Linked DNA regions of Tachysurus vachellii: region 1 is linked to region 2. A link is a contact called in public Hi-C data. All regions are on one chromosome and are shown on one strand. Each heading gives the region's core, a stretch centred on a gene start, on an enhancer-like site or on the middle of the called end of the contact. The rest is flanking DNA. Distances are from core to core; before and after follow the strand shown. Region 1 holds the start of irx3a (iroquois homeobox 3a). Region 2 holds the start of irx5a (iroquois homeobox 5a).

Region 1 (4,863 bases), core at 8-2,507, 270 kb after region 2:
GAATGTGTCCCTGACATATTTTCATCTCTTGGATTCAAGGAATTTCAATTCACGTCGTGTTGTTTAGTTTTAATCCGCATTATTTACAGGAGGCTTGGGAGGCTATCAAAGCCATCATTTGTAGGGCAATCCTTGGTCTTATATGATCAAGATCAAATATGATAATGCGTAATGAGAGCGTTTCTAATTATGCTTTTTAAAAAAAATCAAAGCAGCTTCAGGGTCAAACACACACACATCTATCTATCTATCTATCTATCTATCTATCTATCTATCTATCTATCTATCGTCATATATATCCATATGATACCGATCATGCAAAACAACTGCAATAATAATAATAATAATAATAATAATAATAATAATAATAATAATAATAATAATAATAATAATAATAATACAGATAATGTAGAACGGACATGTCCTCCAGTCCACACCAGTGTGTATTACTAAAGCTGCCATTGGTGACGCGCTCACGGCGCAGGCGCTAATCGCCGGACTTCTCCATTCTTGTCAACTTACTCTTTGAAGTCAAAGACAACTTGTCAACTGGCTGGATGGTTGTAATTAAAGGCGCAAGCCAACACCGAGCAGCTCGTTCGACGTTTACTGAGATTAAAACTATAGTTAAAACAAATCTGAATCTATATAAGCAGATATTTTTCCCCCTCTTTTTTTTTTTTTTTGCTCGCGCGTACAAAACTCCGACAATGCTCTTCAAATCTTAAGTCCTTCAGACTTCGGCGGAAGAATTCACAAATTAAAGTAAAAGATAAACACAGAAAAAAAAGTCAAACTTAATACCTGCAAGAATTAAACGTACCGTTTGTGTGTTAAAGAGTAACGGAGAGGAAGAGTGTATGTGTGTGTGATAGAGAGAGAAAGAAAGAGAAAGAAAAGAGAATTAGCTCGAGAAACAGGGGAAGGAATGAAAAGGCGAACAAATGACAAATGAAATGATTGGCGAGCCATAAAATGAGATTTGAAACTCTTTCAAATAAGAGATCGCGACGTCAGAGCGCTTATCCACACGGAATAGAGCGGCAAGAGAGGAAAAAAGTGTGTGTGTGTGTGTGTGTGTGTGTGTGTGTGTGTGTGTGTGTGTGTGTGTGTGTGTGTTTGTGTGTATGTGTGTCTGTGTGTGTGTGAGAGAGAGAGAGAGAGAGAGAGAGAGAGAGAGAGAGAGGAGTGAACGTGGGGGAGAGACTTGAGAAATAGGAGGAGCTTCTGGGCGACTAGAAATGTCAATCAGAGCAAAAGGCGTCCCAATAATCTAAAGCAATCTGTAAGGACCTGACCTTAGTCCATTCAGATCAATAGGGAAGCGAGGGAGGGAAGCGGCCGGCGGATCGTTTACGCGCGGCCCGTTTTCGGAGGAAATATAGACTTCCCTTACACTTTTGTACTTATTGTACACTGGATATCGCAGCGCGCATCGAGAAAGCGATTTTTTGTGTGTGCACGCGTGTGTGTGTGCGCGTGTGTGTTCGTGTACGTGTGTGCGATTTCAGCAGACTGTTGTTGGGTGTTTTTTCCCTTCGTTCCCCAACTACAATGTCTTTCCCACAGCTGGGATACCAGTACATCCGACCGATATACCCGCAAGAACGGCAAGGGATCGGCAGCGCGCGCAACGGGAGCGAGCTCAGTCCGTCCGGCACGCTCTCCAACGTTCTCTCTACCATGTACGGATCACCTTTCACCGCCGCACACACCTACGGAGCGTTCCTTCCTTATTCAAACGACCTGTCCATTTTCAGTCAGTTGGTGAGTTATCCTCTCATGCAAAGATTACGTAAATCTTCCTTTTTTTTCTCTGCTCCTCTTGGTCTTCTTCTTACTCTTCCTCCTCCTCTTTGCCTACTCTTTAATCTGTTCTTTTAAATGCTACTTGTTGTGCGTTGCGCGTTTGGACACCAAAAACATTTCTGCAGGTTGTGGTAGCATGGTTTTGCAAGACAGGAGTGAACTTTGCTGTTGACTCCGTTTGGCAAATACGAAATGAAGAAAAAAGTAACAAATTAACCAATAGAACATTTTTTTTGTTACACAGAAACAGGCCTCTGTGTTGACGCCAAGCAATAATACAGGCAAATAATCAATATTATTTAACAATTATTATTTATACAAACAATATTAATCAGGAGGAATTTTCCATATTTATATATATATATATATATATATATATATATATATATATATATATATATATATATATATATATATATATATATATATAATATTGATTAATATTATTCTGTTTATAGAATTTCCTTGAAGATACTTTTATTTAAATATCTACACAATTTCTATATTAAATATTCTGGATTTTTGTGCACATATCTGTATTCATATATTAAATATTCTGATTTTTGTCTCTTAATAAATTCACTCTAATGCAACTTTAAAAAAGGACCGTAAAAATAAAGTTTTAGTTGTTGTATTTTCTAGGGCGCATATTCCCTCGTGTTTGTTTCGCATTCTAAAATTGTTGTGCTTATGTTTCAGGGAGCTCAGTATGAGCTAAAAGACAGTCCAGGTGTCCAGCACCCAGCGTTTGCTCATCCTCACCCTGCTTTCTATCCCTACGGCCAGTACCAGTTTGGGGACCCGTCCAGACCCAAAAATGCCACCAGGGAGAGCACAAGCACGCTGAAGGCCTGGCTCAGTGAGCACCGCAAGAACCCATATCCCACCAAAGGCGAGAAGATCATGCTTGCCATCATAACCAAGATGACTCTCACCCAGGTGTCCACTTGGTTCGCTAACGCACGGAGGAGACTGAAGAAGGAGAACAAGATGACCTGGACCCCACGCAACCGCACGGATGAAGAAGGCAACGTGTACAGCAGCGACCACGAAGGCGAGGATGGCGACAAGCGCGACGACGAGGAAGAGATCGACTTGGAGAACATCGACACGGAGCACATCGAGAGTAAGGACGAGCTGGACGAACAGGACGAGCTCCACTCGGATTCCAAGCTGGACGCCAGCTGCGACTCGGAAATCTCGGACGGCTATGAGGATATACACGGGCCCGAGCCGAAGCTTTTAAAAGCCGTGGCCCAAGACGGCAAAGACGCGCACGCGGTTGCAGATGCTGAGAGGCCCGATCACTTCAACCTCCACCACCATCACCTCCATCACCATCATCACCATCACCTTCCTCATTCATTGGACCTCAAAACACAGCCTCCCAGCAGCGAGCAGATCAAACTTAACCCGGTGTCCAACTCTCCTCCGGCTGAAAACAATGCGGCCCCGGTGCAAAAACCTAAGATCTGGTCTTTGGCTGAGACAGCCACGAGCCCGGACAATCCCCGGAAATCTCCACTCGTAAACGGGAGCTCATCTCAGGCCGTCATGCCTTCTCATAGACTCGTTTCATGCTCGGTGGGCAAACTGCAGAACTGGACGAGCCGTGCGTTCTCGGCGCACCAGCTCGCGCTGCTCAACTCAAACCACTATTTAGGACTGGCCAATCAGGCTTCAGCCAACGGCCTCGCGCTCTACACCGGCAACAGGCACACGGAAGAGCGCAGTGTCAGCTCAGAGATTGCACACACAGGTACATCACATCCCCCTCACTGAACCTGTGCCCACATTTGAATACTCCTCGTGAACTTGTTCCTCACGAACACTGTTTTCGTTTACCAATTCAGTGCATATATATAAATATATATAATTTTTTTCTTTTTCTTTTCTTTTGTCGTTCTACAAAAACTCAGTGCTTTCAGAGAATTCAAAGGTTTAACACTTGTATAGGAAAGGAGCATGCGCATTTAAGAGAGGGAAAGAAAAGCATCAAAAACTAGGTTTTTGTCAAGGCTGTTTTTAAATAGATTTCACAAACTCGAGCAGTGTAAAACTTTCACCTATATTCTATCTACAATCAGGTATCCAGATTGATTATTTTATTGTCATTGATGTTGTTTCAGAGAGATCTAGTGCCTTGGAAGCAGAGAGAAAGTTAAAAACAGCCCGTCGTAATCACTGAACTGTACCTTAGCAATTGTATTTTCAAGGTCATAATAATAATAATAGTAACTATTATTACTATTATTATTTTGTTTGATTTGCGTAATGTGTATTGGATAGCCACACGAGCTTCAACCAGATTTTCAATTTGTGTGCTTTCCTTTTTTTCTTTCTTTCTTTCTTTCTTTCTTTCTTTCTTTCTTTCTTTCTTTCTTTCTTTCTTTCTTTCTTTCTTTTTTTAATGTCAAAAAAGAGGGTTCAAACATCACAAACGCGTCATTTTGCAATAATTCAAACGAAAAACAGGCTACAAAATCAATTCCTTCCGAACAACCATAATTACTTTGCTATTTAAACTTTCACTTTCTTGTTCCAAAACCTTTTATAACTTCCCCTGTGTTTCTTAGGCCTCAGGATCAACCTGGAGCTGCCATGATATTATCCAACCCCCTTTTCCCAATTTCCTCATAGAGACTCTTTTATAAATCTTCATTTTAACCTGTCGTAAGGAATGTAAAATAAATAACACACCCTGTGTACTTACCTTGTAAGCATGTCCTTGTGTATAATTGCTAATGCAATGCTGTAAAAATTGTAGTCTGTGAGGTTTTTTCTTCCTCTTTTTTTTTTCTTTTCTTTTGTGAGGATTCGATGTTGCAATGTTTTGTATATATAACGTAAAGAAAGAAAATGTACATACTTGTGATCCAAAATTGTACAAGAAAGTCTATATTTTGGCTAATAAATGAACTGCGGCAACTTAAACACAAATGCGATGTTTTAATTTTAACAGAGGTATGGTTTAAGATTTAGGGCTTAATGAAAAGTTAAAAATCAATATACTGCCGTATTAAACAGTGCGTAAATATTCATATCAGTTTTTAT
Region 2 (4,905 bases), core at 2,328-4,827:
AGAAAATGAACCCAATAACCTGAATGCTTCTCAGAGTGATTTGCAGAAAGGCCTCAACATTTTTAAAGCACTGTTTGCTTTTTTTTCTGTGCAGCTGTCACATTTGTCATCCGAAAGCATGCAAGTGCCCCAAAACAACTGCTGCACACGCGATTTTTTTTGTCATAATTTACTTCAAAGATAGTGTATTGTCCATTTTAAATACAAAAATGCTACATTAAATATACATATTAGTCTTTAATACAAATAGACTTAGGCGGCTGCAGCGTTTTAAGACAATTCTTAGATGTTACATCTTGATTAACCATTCAGAAACTAAGATTTGAAGATAAGCATTTAATCAGAAAATAACTGTCCGAAATCCCTTTATCATTAATATTTCTCTTTCTCTCTCTCTCTCTTTCTTTCTCTCTCTCTCTTCTTCGTCGTCTTCTTTTATATGCAACCACAAATAATAAATAATAGTCCATGAGCGCGGAGACGAATTCCGGTATTAAATGTTGGACATACCTTTCTTGAGTTCATAAGGGGAGTCTTTACACAGGTCTACCTGCGCTTGGCTCCTTGCTTTGCTTTCTCGGGCAAGAGCTTCTGCTCGGTTTAAAACGCTCGGACTTATTCCGTTGAAGTGCGTCGCTGCCGAGCTCGTGACGGAGCCGTGGCTGCCGTGCAGGTGGCCAAAAGAGCCGTAGTTCGTGTAGCCCGCGTAAAACGGCGACGTGTAGTAGAGAGGCCGGGAGAGCACGGCGCCACTCGGGAGCGCGCACTGCGTCGAGGTCCGGCTCGGAGACGCGGCGCTGGCTGCCGGTAGAGCGCTCTGGGCTGTGCCCCCTGCGTCGCCGCCTCCTCCTCCTCTGCACCTGTCTGAGGACGTGGCTATTTCCGCCAGAGACCACAGTTTAGGTTTGGGCGCAGACGGGGGAGAATGGATAACGGACGTAGCGTTGCTGTGATTGACTACGGAGGCACCGTGTGCAACTTCCGGCGGCCTGTCGTGCACGTTAAGCTCGTGGGCCCGCTGCACAAGCGACGGCGACGACGTGGTGGCTTTTGAAGGGTTCACGAGTGCGTCCGCGCGCTCGTCAGTCTCCTTCAAGTCCGAGTCGCTGAGCAAAGGGTCCGAGTCTTTGCCGTGGTGGTCATCTTGAAATCTGTCGCACGGCGCCTCGCCCACGTGCAAGATTTTGGAATCTGAAAAATGGGAAAAAAGAAATATGTTTATTATCATCACCATAAATTATATATATTATACATATATAATTTATGGTGATTTTAATAGTAATAATAAAAATAATAATAATAATAATAATCAGATTGTAATAAATGAGATTCAGTACGCCAGCTGTGCCCCTATTATGCAGCTCAAGATAAATGGACTGCAAAACACCCCGCGTCACCAGCAATTCTCACTCCATAAGGAGTCAAATTAGAGCTCAAGGTGATTATTATTTAAAGCAATTGTCCTATTATAAATAATACACCGCCATTAACCAGCAATCAATTTTGCGCCCGGAGTGGAAAAACGACTACGAATTAAAAATTGATGATTTTTCCACAGACCTGTCTCCGTGTCTGTCGAGTCTCCCTTGTCAATAGGCTTGTTAGGCTCGTCGTCGTCATTTTTCTCCAGGTCGATGTTCTCGTCCTCCTCCTCGTCCTCGCTCCTGTTGCGCGGCGTCCAGGTCATCTTGTTCTCCTTCTTCAGTCTCCTCCGAGCGTTGGCGAACCAGGTGGACACCTGGGTAAGGGTCATCTTGGTAATGATGGCCAGCATGATCTTTTCGCCCTTGGTGGGATACGGGTTCTTGCGGTGCTCGTTGAGCCAGGCCTTCAGAGTCGCGGTGGCGTCCCGGGTCGCGTTCTTACGGTACGCAGGGTCACCGTACGGGTATGAACCCAGTGGTGCTGCGTACGGGTGATAACCGATAGATCCAGCCATGCCTGACGTGTGATCATAGGGGGAACTCTGCAAGAAGCCCATTAAAACACAATTAAACCCACTGTATCACATATACCATCCATTCAAACGCAAACTTTAACGTGATGTAAGTTTAACCAGCTCCCAAAACTTACTGAACACACACACACACACACACACACACACACACACACACACACACACACACACACACACACACACACTACACTACACTAAATCTAATTAATCAAATTATTGACCCACTAAACTCAACACATTTTGCTAGTTTTTCCAGTGAATATATAAAAACCTCTGAACAAACCCGGGGCTTAAAATAGACCTTCCAACTAATACTCTATTCTGTGTATATTATTCAGAAACATCACTATGTGTATAATATATTTTATGATGTCTGCACTTATTATTATTATTATTATTATTATTATTATTATTATTATTATTATTATTATTACTAATATGCTGTCAGTTTGTTAGGCCATGCTGCCAGATATCATGTTGTTATACATGTTGTTTATATAAAATGTTCCGTTAAATAAAAACACACACACACACAAACAAAACGCTTGATCGCCACAAAAACCATGGCATCCTAAATTAAATACGGCTTTTAAGAGTCTTTTGCTATAGAGAGCCATATGAAACTTATGCAAATACGAAGCAAATGTTTGCTGCTGAAAATCTTTTGCTCGACTTGTTTTGCAAGGCTTTTATTTTCCTTCGTGAAAAACAGACTATTCCTCAAACTAATATTTATTGATTTACTTATTTTGTATTCAGACATTTATCATCTAAGTATTCCGGCAATTTAAAGACTGAAATTGTATTTGATTAACGTGCATAGTCAAAAAGAAGAAGAAAAAAAACTATCTCGTACATCACGCGCAATTACAAGTAAACAAACAAATTAGGGACACAACCATTCGGTCCTGTAACTTTGCACAAACTATAGCTATAACAAAGGGTAGAAGATAATTAATTAAATAAATAGATGAATAAATAAAACCTTACTCACCACGTAAGAGGTGAAAGTGGCGGCGGCGGCTGCGGCGTCCGCTCCGTATGGCAGATGCGAGCTGTAGGCAGCTGAGGCGCTGCTGAACGCCGTGGATCCGGCGTAGGGTGCAAATGCCGAGCCTGAAGACGATCTACCGAGCTCTTCGGTGCGCGGGCCCGAGATTACACTCGTGCTGTACGCTGGGCACGAGTAGAGCGCCAAAGAGGCGGACGGTTGATACAAGTAGCCCTGAGGGTACGCCATGGCCAAGCGCCGGAGAACGAGCTGCTTTTTCGGTGCACTTTGTAATCCGCTTTTTTTTTCACTTTCACACGCACAGTCGTCCGCGCTCGCGCATAGAGTCCCTGATGAGCAGAGCGCGCGTCCGTCGCCTTCGCGCACTGGAAATCAGAAGAAGCAACGAATGCATAGACTTCTGACTTCTCTCCGTTAACTCGAAGTGGACTGTTGTTGTTGTTGTTGCTGTTGTTATTGTTGTTGATGTGGATCAGTGGTGATCGACTTTTCGAGTCTGACCCTCGGCGCTTAGACTTGTCGGTTCTCTCATTCCGTGTTTTGAGCGAGAAAGTTTTCTTTTTTGCGCGTCTCGGACGGGGCTTTGCGCCGCGGAGTGCCCTGCCAGGATGCTAAGTTGGAAATTGAGGATTCTGACGCCCACTACGTCGCCTCCTCACGCTCCTCCTCTCGGGTGTAGTCAGAGAACGAGCAGGAGAGCTGGTGCTCGGTTCCAGCTCTCTCTCTCTCTCTCTCTCTCTCTCTCTCTCTCTCTGACACACTCGCACAGAGACATTCGCTAACAACCCCCCCCTCCTTTTTTTTTTGCCTCTAACAATCCTCATTGCTTTAGACCGAACCGATTCAGCCCCTGGATGGCGATCTCATGCGAGCCGAGTGCGCATCAGCTCCAACTTCCCTCGTTCTCTAAACACATGAAGCCGTCACTTTCACACTTGATTAATAGCAAATGGACTAAGCTGGCTGCCAGAGACCGCTTTGCCAAACACCAGAGGAGAAACGCTACATGTTCTGCTGCTCTTCCTTTCGTCTTCCAGGTTTTTTTCCTTTTCTTGCATTTTTTTGCGCGCATTCGTCTTGCCTTGATGACAATACATACCATATTTTTAAAACATTTTACATATAACGGAAAGTCTAATTTGTTGGCGCCTTAAAAACACAACTACAAGAAATAACCCAATTGCTTTCGATTAATAAGATACATATTTATATATGCAAATATCGGCGCGCTCACTGAACTCGACGGTGTAAAATGAGTCAGTTTAACTGGAGACAGTGTTGTCAGAGCGCGTGAGTGTGTGACTCTGAATCGGTTCTTCACAGTACGAGAGAGTAACTTTTGACAGGCGATAGACTAAGTGACACTTTTTAGGAATGAAGCAGCTCTTCCGCCTGTTTAGCGCAAATTCACGAACACACACACACACACACACACACACACACACACACACACATTAAAGTCCATATGAGGCCACGGCCATGGCCTCTAAGCCGCTTTGATTTACACTGATATCTGTCTCTGCGCCGTAGGAGATCCCCGATTTATACCGATTTATTTCATTTTGTTTGCTTGAAAACCATTTGTGCTCCGTATCATGCCTATTATGGCAATAAAACAAGCTGAACACAGGCTATTTAGGTTTAGTGCATATAGTGCATGATCCGTTCTAGCAGCCCTAAACAACTGTATAAATATAATAGTAGGCGATACTTATGCTTGTTATCGTGTATTTATTTTTTATTCCTAGAAAATATTAGGTCCAGCTTTGAAGTAATAGAAATGTATCTATGAGGCACAATGCCAGGCAAAAAACCCCCCCAAAAAAAAACAAATATAAAATAACAGTGATGATGATAATAATAATAATAATAATAATAATAATAATAATAATAATAATAATAATAGGAATAAGAAATTCTTCATTCATATTCGGCT

Evidence for each region. A called contact is a pair of places that touch in the nucleus more often than the background predicts.
Region 1: a contact with region 2 is called in a Hi-C map of blood, with 4 times the contacts expected there. The contact joins the promoter of irx3a here to the promoter of irx5a in region 2. A contact is called at or near these places in 2 of 3 Hi-C or Micro-C datasets (blood and muscle).

The regions. Positions count from the first base shown.
Region 1 is chr23:13,413,891-13,418,753 of HZAU_Pvac_v1, forward strand. It overlaps irx3a (iroquois homeobox 3a), which reads left to right and starts at 1,258. Exons shown (of 3, transcript XM_060859598.1): 1 at 1,258-1,767; 2 at 2,509-3,568; 3 at 4,386-4,749. The coding sequence starts at 1,555. The coding sequence ends at 4,414.
Region 2 is chr23:13,145,196-13,150,100 of HZAU_Pvac_v1, forward strand. It overlaps irx5a (iroquois homeobox 5a), which reads right to left and starts at 3,578. Exons shown (of 4, transcript XM_060859364.1): 1 at 2,952-3,578; 2 at 1,561-1,966; 3 at 511-1,191. The coding sequence starts at 3,197.